Linked DNA regions of Hordeum vulgare: region 1 is linked to region 2. The links are chromatin contacts, called in public Hi-C maps. All regions are on one chromosome and are shown on one strand. The core of a region is the stretch at or near the end of the contact, and the rest is flanking DNA. Distances in the headings are between cores, read along the strand shown.

What was found. Hi-C and Micro-C count contacts between places; a contact is called where the count stands out from the background.
Region 1: a Hi-C map of leaf shows a contact between it and region 2, with 2.6 times the contacts expected there. The contact joins the enhancer-like site here to the promoter of LOC123446505 in region 2. A contact is called at or near these places in 2 of 6 Hi-C or Micro-C datasets (leaf and seedling).

Annotation. Positions count from the first base shown.
Region 1 is chr4H:392,723,342-392,727,829 of MorexV3_pseudomolecules_assembly, reverse strand. No RefSeq gene overlaps it. Among protein-coding and RNA genes, the nearest start is that of LOC123446505, 100 kb to the right of the region's middle. Within about 2 kb of position 2,224, at least 2 of the 3 cell types and tissues checked have open chromatin away from gene starts, as enhancers often do. A contact at or near this core is called in leaf, where this site is marked.
Region 2 is chr4H:392,623,239-392,627,419 of MorexV3_pseudomolecules_assembly, reverse strand. LOC123446505 (putative pentatricopeptide repeat-containing protein At3g16710, mitochondrial) reads left to right here and starts at 1,979. Exons shown (of 1, transcript XM_045123082.1): 1 at 1,979-3,852. The coding sequence starts at 2,069. The coding sequence ends at 3,709.

The sequences.
Region 1 (4,488 bases), core at 975-3,474, 100 kb before region 2:
GAAAGATTAGTGTTATAATATACTCTTATGGTCTGAGCATTCACACGATTCAGGATGCATGCATCTCATTTCCTATACCTTTTCTATTTCTATGTAATTCCTATCCTGTGAACCAAAAATAGCCTGAGTGTTGGTGGACCAAAACAAAGGGACGTGGTTCATGATTACAAAGTGCTAAGCAACAGAAACAAGGAAAAGCAGCTCGGTTGGGTGCGCATGGCCAGATACTTTTCAAAGTGGGAGGAGGGTTGTTGGTGCGTAGGCGCGGCCGGCGAGGGAACAGACTGCTGCGGATGGGATGACGGGACGCGCTGCCTTTTCGAGGACACACACTGCTACTTGTGCAATGTATGGCTACTGTCTCGAACAATCGTATCAACCAGTGGTGAACAATGGGGCCGTGGGCAGTAGCCCTTCTCTTTATTCCGGTTCTTTCTTGCGACTTATTATTTCCGGTTTTGACTTGCGCACAATGTTAGAATAATTTGAAATGCACGTCGATTCGTCGAAGAAGCAATTTCATAAGCACGAGCAATAACATTGAGATCTGTTTAGTATCGTATTAATTAGAAAATATAAGATAGATTAAAAATTATTCTAGTTTGTCTTCTGCTTTTAATTGATCATGTAAAGCAATACAATCCAACTATTTCCCAAATCTCTCTCCCTTTCTCCTTTCTAACGTGATATCATTTTAACCGATCCACTGTTTGGGATATCGCTTATCGTCTCGGTCGGTTGAAGATTAGAGATTAATCGAAAAATCGGATGATTAATCAATTTTATCGGTGGACTATTAATCGGTCAGTTTTTTTATAAGTCATAGGTTTGAGGCACTGATAAGATAAAAATAGAAAAAATCTTCACTGAAACTGTTAAACAACATGCCTTTAATTTTTTTAAATAGGAGTATAGGACAATACTATAGATAAGTAGACAATTACAAACCATTGTCATTGGTTTCTTCTATCCCAACCCCGTCATCATCAGACTCGAACTCTATCTCATCCTCATTGATAGGCACATCGTCAATTTCATCATCGGAAACGAACTCTTCCACTTCATGTAGTTCTCTCACCCTTAGACTTCTACGAGGCTCCATTGCATTGTCATCTTCGGTTTCCTCCATCTCATCATCAACGTAAGCATCTTCGCATATCCAATCTTGGGCTGTGGAAGCATCTTCACCAAGGAGGACATAACAAGATGATGACTACTTCTTTCTCTTGTCTAGCATTCTTCCATTGAATTGAACATAAACTAAATCGTCCCTACGACGCACATCTAGTTTATTTCTTCTCTTTGCATCTACCTACAAATTGCAAAGTGAAGCTTAGATATTCACATATTGTCAAAAACAAAGTAAGGATCAGATTTGAGCAGTAGTGGATTTGAGTATTTGCAAGTTGAGAATTAGTTGTTCAAAAACACTCCAATTTCTTTCACATCGGATGAACTTGTGGTCAAATTGAGTATCCTCATGGCCATGTGCATCAATGTAGGAGTTTGTAGTCCATAAGTTGCCCACCAATCCCCTACATTTATAGAAAATTGAATGCATTACCAGCATCTAAAAATCTACTACCATCATCTACAAATCTACAATACCAGTCAATACCAACACCTATTCATGAAATCAATAGTGCATCAAATTATCAAAGAATCTAAAACGGTAAAAAACAAAAAATGCGCTGGCAACCCTGAATTACACTAAAGAAGCACGGATGGAAGCAGGTCCAACCTTTGGCCTGCTTGCTACTGGAGGACGGTGTGGTCGGGGATGGTGTGTTGCTGCATGCGGTGCTCGCGGTGGCGAGATGGTCGGGTCATCGACCGTCAGGAAGGTGCCCCGGTTCACTGCTGCTGGAGGAGGAAGGGCGAAAGTGGTGGTCACGGAAGAGTGGTGGTGGCGGCGGCGAGATGCTCCACGGAGCCGGCGAGTGGCTTCGACGAGACTGGTGGTCGCGAAGATGGGAAAGGAGCCGGCGAGATGGCGATGTAGCCGCGAGATGGAAAGGGAGGCGGCGACTGGGCTGTTGGGGAAGAGGTGGGGCAGCTCCGACTGTGAAGAGGAGGCGGCGACTAGGCTAGCCCCGACCACTGGAGGCAAGCAGGGTGGCGGCGGCGGTGTGGATCGGGAACATGAAGGGGGAAGTGTGGATGGGGAATTGCGGCGTTATGGACGAACTGTGTAGTGTGGATAGAATCTGGCAAACCCTATCGGCCTACCGAGCGGCAATATTTGGTGCTTTGAGGGGGAAGCGAGGCCCATTTTCAGATTTCTGTACACACGGGCCCATATCGATTAATCGGAAATTTCGCGATAAATCGGTTGTCATACCGATAAATCGGCCTAAAAGATTAATGCTGACGATATGGCCTTTTCTTAGCGGTCACACCCCGAGTAGGGATTAATCGGTCGATTTTTGAACAGCGAATCCATCTGACTATGTGCCGCAGCCGCTTCTGCTCCGTGCCGCCTCTAGACCGATCCGCCTCCATGACCGTCACTCGGGACCGCGTCGGCCGTACCTAGGGTTTTTCCGTCGGTCGTGTTGCTCGGCTGCCCTAGAAAGACCTTTTCCCGAGCCCTTACTCAGGGCTTTTCTCTGTTTTGTCGGTCCCTTTAATCGACGTTTCTTTTTGGTTTCTCAATCTAAGAGAGGTTTGCGTTGTCCGTCGCCGTCATCGACCACCGCGCCTCTATTCCGACATCGACGCGACCACCCGGTCTTTTCTCCGACCCGGCGGCCTCGTACAATGCGGCGGTCCCTCACAGTAGTCGCCCCGCGCGTCTGCTCGCTCGTCGCCTTGCGTCAGATGTTGCCCCCCCCCCCCCCCGCGCTCCAACTGGGACCTCTCCATCATCACCAGCCTCCGTCGCGCATGTACGATCTGCCCAGCCGGCTGTCAACTCCTGTCGCGTTGGCCTTGCCGGCTGCTGGCTCCGGCTGCGTCGAGCATGCCGGCTGCCAGCCTCACCGACTACCTCGGGTCGGCTGTCAGCTCTGGCCGCGTTGGGCTCGTATGCATGTCGTCGTCGACTTCATCTCAGACTCTGCCGCCACCCCGCCTTCATCGAGCGACGTCTCCGACCTCGCGCATGATCAGATTGATAACCCACCCGCATGTGATACGTCTCATTTTTGCACTGCGATCGATCTGGCCCATGGGTTACGCGCGCCTTCGTAGATTTCATGAAGGCTGTCCCGAGAACAGCGCGCCCCTCCACTGATCAAGCAACGAGTTGCCGCTACGTCATCCCGTTGGGCCGCATCACCACCGTCCCATGGTTTTCCCCGTGGCTGCACCAACTCGCGCGCTACCGCTATGTAGCCCCTTCGGGTCGTAGTGTCATGACACGCAGTCCCTGTGACCCGCGAGCCGCCGCTACATCGCCCCTTCGGGCTATAGTGCCACGACACGTGGTCCCTGCCGCAGCCCGAGGCCGTCCCCATGGCTGCACCGACCAGCCCTCCGCCAGTGCGCTACCCTTCGGCATTTTGACATTTTTAACGTTCCAACACCTCAACCTCCATTACAGAGAATCACCGACCATCAACAACTGATGTCGGATTAGATTCTTTCATGAATTGTGTCGTCATACTTACCATTCCACCTGCATAACATGTGTGTTTTAACGGAAACATTGTGTTTGGTGGGTGACATATGATTGATATTGTGCGGATACTATCGAAGGTGCTAGATTTACATAGTAAGTGTCTCAAGGCGCTACATGTCGACCTTTCTCACACGTGCCTAGACTACGTCGAGTCATTTGTTGCTCGAGAGACATAGCTAATTATACTAGCGTGAGGTTCTCGTTTTCTTGTTTTATTTTTTAATGGTTTCTTTTTCGTTCTGAAAAAAACACAACTGTTTTATTGATTTTCATTGACAAGTGAAATTCTTTTTAAATGAAAAACATTTTCAAAACACGCAACATTTCCGAAATTTCTGGGATATTTTATAAAGCTATGATCATTCTTTGAACAAAAATAATAACATATAAAAGGAAAACCGATAGAGAAAAAAAATCAGACAATACAGAAATCTGGCTAAAAACTAATAAAATAAAAATGAAATTAAGCATCGCCCACCCGCGCTACCGAACATCTGATTAAGCGACCCATGCGCGGCGTAGGACAACCCCTGTTTTTTCATTATTATTTTTTCGGTTTTGACTTTTCCCTTTAAAATAATTAAGGATATGAAAATGGAAAATTATAAATAATTGCAAATTTGAAGAATAATTTCCAAGAAATCATAACTAAATAGTGAATTCGGAAGAAAAAGTTCATAATTTTCAAAATATCCTAGAAATCATAATGTTTTTGCACCTTACAAACAAATTCATGACATTTAAAAATGTTTGCATATTCACATAATGTTTACAATTTTTAAAAATGTTTGCATATTCAAAATCTATTGGCTAGTTAGAATAAATTTTCTGAATCCAAATAGTGTTCATGAAATTTTAGAAAACGT
Region 2 (4,181 bases), core at 730-3,229:
CATCAGCAAAGGTAATTTTACTTAGGGTAATTTAATTATGTACATATAAAATAGAGAAGGTAATGTAATTATTTATTTACGCAGACCTTATGATGCAACTATGACACAAGCGTACCACAATTGCTATCACATGAGCAAGCGTACTAGACTAACGTGTCAACCACCTACGAGGCCAACACATCCCACACATATGGAACATTTGCAGACACGGATAGACACATCATCAGCTTACTATCGTGACTCCACGGTAATCATCAACATCTTGCTATTCAGGTCCATCATTTCATGAACAATTCAAGCAACCAACAACCAATTTTTTTCAGATTGATATTTGCAATGAAGTAGGGACGACGGCGAGGGAAGGAATGCGAGCTCGAGGAATTGGTACTCAAGCGGCGTCTGTCTACAAAAGAATTGGCGAATTTGTCACCACTAGATTATGAGATGCGGTACAGAGAACGAAGTTGCCACTGAAGCGTACAACATTCCGGAACCGAGGTCAGATAGAACGTGTGCGGCCACGTCGTCGTCTAGGCGGTGGGGAGAGGGTCCTAGTACTAAAGCGACAGTTTCACGACATGACTCGTCTCTGCCACTACACGGGCAGTCATCCCAGGTACATGTTCCAGGCTTGGGTTCGATGCTCGAGGAGACTCATTTCATGGACCAGGATGCATATACAGGATATGGCGCATACACCCAAGGTGACGGATCTCAGCCATATGCCTCCACGCGAAGGATCGGAATGCCCGAGGAGACTCGTTTGTCTCAGACAAACCAACACACTACATGTGAGGGATCACAAAGCTACAACAACGGTCAGGTATGTACGAGTATAATAAGCAATTACAGGTGTACAACATTTACATGACTTTTATTTACGTACATTTTTTCTGTGCAGGAATTCATGATGCATCATGGGAACACGAAGAAACCGAGTGTGCCGTACACAAAGAAATACTCACAGAAACGCATGATACTCAATGCGGGCTCCGAGGAATGCTAAATGAGTTTTTCGAGAAGGACGTTATTGGCCCATCTTATATCCCTTCTGAGTCACAGCCATACACCTATAATTTCGAGTCATCATCACAATATGAATTGCAGAGTCCACCACCTATGCATGAGTCGCAGACACATGAACAGTAGGGACAGTACGACCGTGGTCTACGTGAACACAGACCCCCTAATCGCTTGTCACCTTCCGGTCGTCGGGAAAGGCCAGCTGGCCATCGTCGCGTAGGGTGATTCGTCTATCTATGTGTGCGAACTATTGTATCTCTCTATGTCAGTTTCAAACTTTCAGATATAGGTACAATACATCTATGTAGTTTGATGAAATAAAAGTTCTCGATATATTTCGACGCATTTTTTCAATTGATAATTGCTTGCATAAAATAAGATATATTAAATTTTTGAAATTAAGATGCATCATCATACAAAAACTACATAAAGTCATGAAGGCGAAGAGTGTTTCAGTGCCTTCTTTTATAGTCTCAAACGGATGTGAAGGCGGGAAAATAAGGCGCGAACATGCAAAATTTAGTAGGAAAAAAGGGCGCGGATACAGATGAAAATTAGGCGAGAAAATGGAGCCGTCTAGCGCCACTTTCGATGCCTGCAAATCAGCGTGTGTCACTTTCGACGCGTGGGAATCAGTGCGGCGTAGCGTCCTGACCGGCCGCCTCGAGCGGTGGTGGCAGGTCCCACCTGCACGGCCCCGTTCCGTCGCGTGGCTGGCTGGGACAAAAACCCAGGCCGACCGCCTCACCTGGTGGCGGCAAGGCCCAACCGTCTGGTCCCGTGGCGGCAAGTGTCACGCGTGATCTGGTGCGCTTGCCGCCACGTAGAGGTGAGGTCTCTTCTTACAAAATATACAACATTTGGTCTTTTTTGACAATACCTAGTGGTCCTTTTCGAAGAAAAAAATCCCGGCCCGCACGAGTCCTTGTCTTCCGCGCGTGGACGCTACACTTGCGTTGTACGAGAGCCTCTCATCCTCTCACCTTCAAACCCCATCCATCTCCTCGATCTTACCCCCCGCGGCCACGCTCCCGCCCCCACGGCCATGGCGTCTCTCTACCACTCCTCCTTCCCGCTCTCCCCTCCGTCCTCCAGCTGCCATGGTGTCCTCTCCTTGCCCCCTCGAACCGCGGTGCCGTTCGTTTGCCTCTGTAGAGCACCACCGCAAGACGACCACGACGCGGAGCTCCTCGGCGCGCTCCAGTCCAACGGCAACGGCAGCCTCCTCAAAGAACAACATCCCGCGTCAGCCAAAGTTCTGGAGTCGGGCTCCGGGGAATTGGGTGACAGTGGCGGCGGGAGGAGGAGCTCTCAGGCTCAGCTCCGGGCGCGTGACTGCGCGAGGCGGATCATGAGCCTCCCCATGGAGGAGCGGGTGAAGGTGCTCGACCTCCTGCAGCGCGACGATGCGGCGCTCACCATCTCCGACTACAACGACATCATCTCCGCGCTCGCGAGGGGCGGGGACTACGACTCCGCTGTCGCGCTGTTCAGGGCGCTCGAGCCCAACGGCGTGGTTGCGCCAGACGCCCACTCTTTCGCCATCGCCGTGCAGTGCTTCTGCAGGAAGGGCGCGCCCGACGAGGCAAAGGAGACGCTTGACGAGATGGTAGCTCGCGGTTACCTCCCCAGCGTTTCTGCCTTCTCTGCCGTCGTGGGCTGCCTCTGCAAACGTGGACGCGTCACCAGGGCCATGGAGGTGTTCGACACCATGCGTTCCGTCGGGAGCGAGCCCACCATCCGCACGTATAACAGCCTCATCGGCGGGCTCTGCTACGTTGGCCGCCTCGAGGAGGCGCGGGTCCTCCTCAACAAGCTCAAGGACTCGCCCAAGCAGACGGCGGACATCTACACTTTCACCATTGTGCTGGACGGGTTCTGCAAGGTGGGGCGGACGGAGGACGCCATGGCCATCTTTGAAGATGCCATCCGGTTGGGCCTCTCGCCCACGATTTTCACCTACAACGCGCTGCTCAATGGCCATTGCAAGGAGGGGAACCTGCTGAAAGCGTATGACCTGCTTATGGAGATGTGCGACAACGACGATTGCCCGCCGGACAAGATCAGCTTCAGCATTGTGCTGCCGGCTCTGCTGCGAGCAGGCGAAGTCTCTGCAGCGTGGAAGACGTTCAAACGCATGGAGCACGCCGGGTTCGAGGCGGACAGCCGCGCGCTGGACACCCTGGCCCGGGGGCTATGCCGGCAGTGTGCGGCGGACATCTCGGTCCTGAGGGAAGCCAAGGAGGTGTTCGGCAAGGTCGTGGCCGCCGGGCACGAGCCGGTGTCGTACACGTACTGCCTGATGGCGCAGGCTCTGGCACGCGGCGGCGAGGTGGACGCGGCCGTGGCCATATTGGACGACATGGTGCGCAAGGGGTACGCGCTGCGGAAGCGCGCGTACACGGACGTGGTGCGCGCGCTGTGCGACCGGAGCAGGACTTACGACGCTCTCCGGGTGCTGGCCGTGGTGATCGCGAAGGACTTCGTGCCCGGCCGGAACGCGTTCGACGCGCTGCTCGAAGAGCTCAGCCGGCAGGGGAGATGGCCCGACGCCATGGCAGTGTACGCCGCTGCGGTGAAGCGGGGCGTCGTTGTGTCGCTGAAGCGTCACGTCAAGGAGGCGCTGGCGCGGGATCAGGAGAAGGAAGAGGCGTGGGAATCACCGGCGCAGTTGGGTGTCCCATAGTGAGCGATTGTGCTCCGCAATTCTTCGGGGCTTTTCCATTCGATGCTGAATATAGTGATTTGACTCTGCCGTGCAAATGCCTGATGGGTTCTGGTGGAAAAGATCGTGCCATCACTGCACTAGAACAGAGATTGTTTTCCATATCAGACTGTACTGGAGCATCAGCATGACAACATCATGCATCCAGTAATGATGAATTATTCCGCCGCGGGGTTGTAGATTGTTTGCAACTTGTAATTACTCGCTCCGATTCCCAAATATAAGTCTTTTTAGAGATTTCATTAAAAAACTACATACAAAACATAATCTACATTTTAACGAATATTGCTTTTGGCTCCCGAGCTCACTGGAGGTCTTTAAATTCAAACTTCAAATTCAGTAAAAATTTGTATTTTAATGTTTCAAATTTTTTTGAAAAAAAATACATAGATAAATGAAGGTATAATACATAAGTGTGTAAATTTTCAGAACA